Regions from separate parts of the Drosophila melanogaster genome. Here region 2 is linked to region 1. The links are chromatin contacts, called in public Hi-C maps. All regions are on one chromosome and are shown on one strand. The core of a region is the stretch at or near the end of the contact, and the rest is flanking DNA. Distances in the headings are between cores, read along the strand shown. Region 1 holds the start of D19A. Region 2 holds the start of dikar (dikar,).

What was found. Hi-C and Micro-C count contacts between places; a contact is called where the count stands out from the background.
Region 2: a Hi-C map of the Kc167 cell line shows a contact between it and region 1, with 3 times the contacts expected there. A contact is called at or near these places in 44 of 107 Hi-C or Micro-C datasets (the D17-c3 cell line, the Kc167 cell line, the ML-DmBG3-c2 cell line and 22 more) and 2 of 7 datasets of targeted methods (both in the Kc167 cell line).

What each region holds. Positions count from the first base shown.
Region 1 is chr3L:6,187,666-6,190,791 of dm6, reverse strand. D19A reads left to right here and starts at 1,669. Exons shown (of 2, transcript NM_057956.4): 1 at 1,669-2,758; 2 at 2,820-3,126. The coding sequence starts at 1,813. CG7386 reads right to left here and starts at 1,047. Exons shown (of 2, transcript NM_139779.3): 1 at 1-1,047. The coding sequence starts at 978.
Region 2 is chr3L:6,741,532-6,744,657 of dm6, reverse strand. It overlaps dikar (dikar,), which reads left to right and starts at 1,494. Exons shown (of 10, transcript NM_001274552.1): 1 at 1,494-1,632; 2 at 2,609-2,743; 3 at 2,868-2,956; 4 at 3,019-3,126. The coding sequence starts at 2,716. velo (veloren) reads left to right here. Exons shown (of 9, transcript NM_206286.2): 9 at 1-232. The coding sequence ends at 19.

The DNA of each region.
Region 1 (3,126 bases), core at 420-2,919:
GCAAATGGTACACGGATAGGGAAGCTCTTCGCCCGTGTGCGTGTACATGTGCTTCTTCATAGCCACCGGGCAACGAAACACCACGCCGCATTCCTTGCAAGACTGTTCACCCCGCGGAGCAATAACCCTCGCCTGGTTGTGAACCTTTTTCAAGTGAATGGTCAGCAGCCGGAGACGGGAAAAAACCAATTGACAGCCCTCCACGGTGCAGGGAACCGTATCCTCCTTCTTGGAGTGCGCATAGTCCACGTGCAAACGCAGTGCACCGGCTGTGGTGAAGCCCTTTCGGCAGCTTTCCTCCTGACACTGAAACGGCAACAGGTCATTGTGGTGCTTCATGTGCTCCTCGAACTTTGATTGCTTTTTGAACTTTTGCTGGCAGATGGAACAGCTCATAAGGCGAAACAGTTTACGCTTGTCGTTCGCAATCCGTCGCTGCCCCATGGCCTGCTCATCGTCGCTGTTGAACCCTTCCGACTCCTTTTTCTCCTCCTCCAGTCCGTTGTGCTCTGCACTGGAGAAGTGCTCCTCGCTTTGGTCCCTTGAATGCTCCTCTAGTTCCTTGTCAACTTTTTCCAGCAACTTGAACACATCCTCCTCGTTGTCAATCATCTCTAGTTTGTTATTCAGCAGCGGATCGAAACTGGCCGGCTCCTCTGGCCTTTCAGGTGCCTCAGAATCATCAGCTATAGATTCGAATACACCCATGGGCATATTCCTCTGGCTGGTCATCATTTCCTTTAGACGTTTAATAGATTCTGCGCACAGTTCGCGGAAGTCATGCAGGTCGTTCAGCTTGGTGAAACATTGGGTGCACAGGTTTCTCGGGAAACCGTCGTTTTGATCCGCATCAAACGAAGTGCACGCCCTGAGCTTCTGGAACAGATCTGGAACCACGAAGAGATCGTGTCCAGCACCATGCTTCAGGTGGACAAGGCAGGTGAGACAAAGCGATTGGACGGAGTACTTGAGCTCCATAGTGCCCATTTCCCTCAATTCTCGGGCAGATAACAATCGAAGCTTCTAAACAAATTTGTTCCAGTGTGACAGGCAGTCTGACCGTTTCGCTATGCCATTAACCCATTACGGTGTAGTGGGGTGGCAAGTAAACAGCATACTTGGATTCTTATTTTTATATTAACTTGTTTTAATGTAAGTGCTTTTTAGCAAGACCATGCATGCGTCTAGTTAAAATACATTTATTTATTATTTATTTTTGACTTTATTTCGATACAGAAATCTTGTACGTTCATTTTCGTATCAAATTTTCTTGATGCCCAGTTTGTATATTTTCAAATGTCGTTGCTTATTATTAAAAGCAATTTGTTTTACATGTTTATATATACATACTAATACAAAAAAATTTGTTTTATATTTTTTCTATATATACATACCATTATCTATATATTGTAAGTTCAGTTTCGTTTTTGTTACTATGGTGCTCAGTTTGCAAAATATTTTTAAAAAACCCTGAAATACTATTTGAAGTATACAAGCAATATCTATTTAATTAAATTAGTTGTATATATATATATTTTTTTTTTTTGTATATTGCAACCTAATTAGAATTGCAAATAAGAAGGTAAGAAAAAACATTGATTGTCCAGCCCTGAAACGCAAAACAACTACGCACTCGGACGAGTAACTCGCTGGCAGAAGTACTTGCTTATTGCCCACTCGCCCGATTGCCAGTCGACGAGTATACAATTTTTTCTGTGTCAATATTATTTTATTGCTTACTGACCGGAGAGAGACGCAAAAAGCTATAGAAAACCGCCCCGATCCGCAGTGCCGATTGCGATTGAAAGCAAGATGAACGAGGGCAGGCAGTACTCGATCCACAGCCTGTGCAGGATCTGTCTGAACCACCTGCAGAACGACGCCGCCTACGATTTGTATCTGGTTCCAGGACTTTCGAAGAAGCTATGCTTCTGCACATCCCTGTCCGTGGAGCAAAACGACGGATTCCCGAAGAACCTGTGCACCCTGTGCTACACCAAGCTGAACGAGCTGCACGACTTTCAGAAACAGTGCGTCGATTCCGTGCAAAAGTTCCAGGATCTGGTGGCCAGCAATGTCTTTGCCTGCCAGAGCAGCTTCGACGTCTTCGATCCCAACGTTGCCGTGCAGGACTACCCGGCCGAGGAAGAGGACCACGTCAACTATGACCCGCTGCTGAACCACAAGATGGAGCTAATCGAGAACGAGGAGGATGTCTTCAAGATGCTGGAGCACGTCGACAAGGAGGCCGAGGAGGTGGAGAAGGAGGCCAAGGTGGAGGAGGATGACGGGGGCAACGTTTCCGTCAAGATGTTCGACGACGATTCGTCCATCGAGAGCGGCAATGACAACGACCACGATCTGGACTTCGAGCCAAATAGCAGCGATGATGACATTCCGCTGGCCCAGCGCATGAGGGGACCAGCTACCGGATCAGGACCCCAGCAGGACCGTTTTAGCAACCTAGACAAACCCAAGCCGAGGCCCCGGGGACGGCCCAAAAAGATAAAACCGCCTCCGCCAGAGGAGGAGGAGTTGAGCGACTCATCCTCCGAATCAGATGACTCCGAAGACGGCACATCGCGGGGCGACAAGCCGAAGAGGAAGCGCATTCCCATCGAGGAACGCCACCTGCACCGCATCATCGACTGCCACATTTGCCACCAGAAGTTCAAGAAGGCCATCCGCTACGAGGAGCACATGAAGTACCACAACGACCTGCTGCCCTTCCAATGCAAGGTGGAGACCTGCAAGAAAGGTATAACGCTGGCTTAAGTATAAATATAAGTATCCGATCTCTATGAAATCCCACCTTACAGGTTTCACTACCGCCAATGGGCTGCGCATTCACATCGACCACGCCCACACAGAGCTGTCCGAGGTTCACGCCTGCATCGCCGAGGGCTGCGGCAAGACCTTCCCGCGCGTCCGTCTGCTCACCTTCCACATGAAGAAGGTGCACGGTATCACCAAGGCGGCTGCCCCGCTTCGAGATTTCCCCTGCACAGAATGCGACACCGTATTCCGCTGCCCCACAGCACTCAAGAAGCACATGTATAAGCACACGGGCGAGGAGCTTCCGTATCCTTGCAATATCTGCGGCAAGCGTTTTGTAATCAATAGTGC
Region 2 (3,126 bases), core at 245-2,744, 550 kb before region 1:
CCGGAAGATAGAGCCGTAGCACCAAACGATTCTCGCCCTGCGAGCTCGCGATCCGGATGCGCACATGCCCCACCTGCCTGCGCTGCTCCAGTTGCCACAGCTGCGGCACCACCTGTAAATACGCCATTACATTACATCGGTTATTCAATTCTATGTATCTAAACGTTTGACTCTAAAAAACTACACTAAACTAAAACTATAAATAAAGACTAAATTACTATGTATGAAATACAAGAAACTGGTGTTTGGACTTTTTAAGCGAGTATTAATGGGAAAAGTGAGAAAGTTGTTATAGTTTTTGGAAAGTCATTTGAAATGGAGTCATTTGTTTAAAAATAAATTCACAATAATTTGGTTTAATTCCTGAATTAATTTGCAATTTCAATGATCTTGAAATAACTTATTAATTTCGAACAGCTAAATTTATATGTATAACAAAAATAAGGGTTTTATTATATTACAGTAGTGCGTTACTTGTTTGTTCTTGGGGAGGCTTTCCCAGCACCACTTTATTTTACAACAAATTTCGTGGTCGCCCTTGCCCAAACCAGTTTCGCATGCCTCGCCATGTAGGCTAGAATCGCCATGTAGATGGCACCTACATGGTGGGACTCCCCGAGGCACGTTGTTGAACAGAATGCAATTTCGGCCGAAATTCGTATAAATTAGCTTGCAGACTTTTGCAAACATTGCATGCGCGCTCAACTTGAATTGCAGCTTTGGATGGTTTTGCATAATTTTGGTTAATCTTTAATTGATAGCCCCCCAACCCGCGATTTATGCCATGTAGTTACTTTAGAACATACATGACGACCTACATGGTGACTGGCACGCACACACCCGCACTTGTGCGTGTGAAGCAACAACACACACTAGCACGCCGCCATGTAGTTAACGGCGGAAAAGTTAGGTTAGACTCACAGCTGCTCTCGCAAAGGAGGGGTGGGAAGGCAAGAAAAAAAGACTGTTGAAGGAGGGGTAGCGGAGAGGCGAATGGCAAGCGAAAAGCGACCGGAAGAAGGAAATCGATCTATCGATAGAATCGGGGAATGTTGTAAATTGCGCATTAATGCTTACAAACTTCTATAGTAAACAAAACAAAACATAATACATGTATTGGCAAGCAGATTATTAAATTATTAAATTATTTTTTTATTAAAATTAAATTATCTTAAAATACTTTTCTTATCTGCAGAATTGTGTTTATGTGGAAAAGCAAGCATATTTAAAATAAAAATGTATTAATCTGATTTTAAAGTTTCATTGAATATATGTTTTACAAACTTAAATACTTTAAATTTAAAACTAAAATACACAATTGAAAACTATTTAATATGAAAAATATGAAAGGTGAACCGTTTTGAAGAAATAAAGTCGATTTACCAATTTAAATCCAAAACAAATATATTAACTATCGTTTAGAGCCACTTTGCCCCGAGTGCCGCATCTCTAGTGAACCATCGATGGCTGGCGTGTTGACGAATTTCAGACCACCACTAGTTATCGAGAGCCACGATAATTTCTTCGCCGCGTTTGCTGCTCGCTGAAGAAAAATAAAATTAACCAGGAGCGCAAAAAAACGCGAATCGCGTATTGTCTGCGCAGATAGCCAGATTAACGGGATCGAAACGGGTAGGCATGCCGTTCAATCAATCGATCGCAGCGAACTGTTTAGTGCGTGCTGCTATTGTTGTGAAATAATTAATAATATTTTATGGCAGATGGAGCCCCTCTGCGTACAACTATGTGTGTGTGTGCCCTGGCATCCGAGTGTGTGCGTGCGTGTGTGTGGAAAAAGAAATTGAGGGGGAAAAAGCAGAAAGAAAAGATGACTGGGAAATGGGCGTCTCTAAAGTTAAATGACATTTTCACACGTAACTGAAAAATATATATACGTGTATTAATAAAAATAAATACACACTGCCCAGCAGGCAAAAAACGGAGGCGGAGAAAAGCCGTCGGTCGTCAGCCGCCGCGCGCATGCTCCACAAAATTGGAAGTTAAATAAACTGCTATGTACGCCAACTAAATCTGCGCACCATAACCTTTCATCGCGTGCAATTTGCGGTGAAAAGCGGAAAAAAACCAACTGCCCAAAAGCCGTGTAAATTGCACATTATAATTGCAAAATAATCGAGTGCAGTGTAGTCAAAATAGTAGTGCCCATTCGCGGGAGCGGGACGGCATGCAAACGTGAAAAAGTGAGCGGTTCGGCTATTGGCTCAATGTACTGGTGCCGTCCCGCTTTGACGCACGCCTTGGCCGCTTGTCGGCTGTCTGTTTTGATTTTCTCTTCGTGAAAATAAGCGCGCGTACTTTCTTTTGACCTACCGTCCACCCACTCGACCCTTCCCACTCCCATCCCCATCCCCTGCGCTGCCCAGACCCTTGCGTGCATCGGAATGTTTGATAAGTGATAAAGCCAGATGTTTGTGTATATATCGCCGCCAAGTGTCCCAACACACACACACATGTTGCACACATTTTTTTTGTCTGAATTCTGCGCTCGCTCTTTTTGCCGCCTTTTGACTTTCGGTCGTGTAATTTGAGCCTAATTCGTTAACGCCTGACCACATACGTTATATATACATATATATTATATACGCAGCCCGACTTCCACACCAGAGAGCTACTAAAGAGGCCCAGGAATTGTTCTTACTGACATCTATAAAATCCCGCAGAGGAGCAACGTTTCCAATAAGCAAGCATACATAAATGGTTTCTACTTTCATTGGATTATTAGGTGAGCAATAAATTTACCAAATCAGTTCCTACTTAACAAAACCAATATAATAGTGGAAATATATACAACAAGAGTCGCAAGTTACCGAAAAATTTGCTAAATCACATTGTTTTTCTCTTCGCAGACATTCAATCATGGTGGGAGATACCGTGTATTTCGCATTTCTGTTCATTGTTTAGTTCTGCCTTTGATCTGCCCGACATCGACATCGAGGTGAGTAACTGATAAACACCTTCTAAAGAGAATCAATCATAAAAAACGCACTGCATCCACAGGACCTCGAATCGGCGCTGCTCTCCGATGGTACCAGCGATGAGGATCAGGTCGCCCTAGTGCCCGAGTTAATTGTGCGCCTGCTCAAGGGCTGCGATGCGCTACAGACG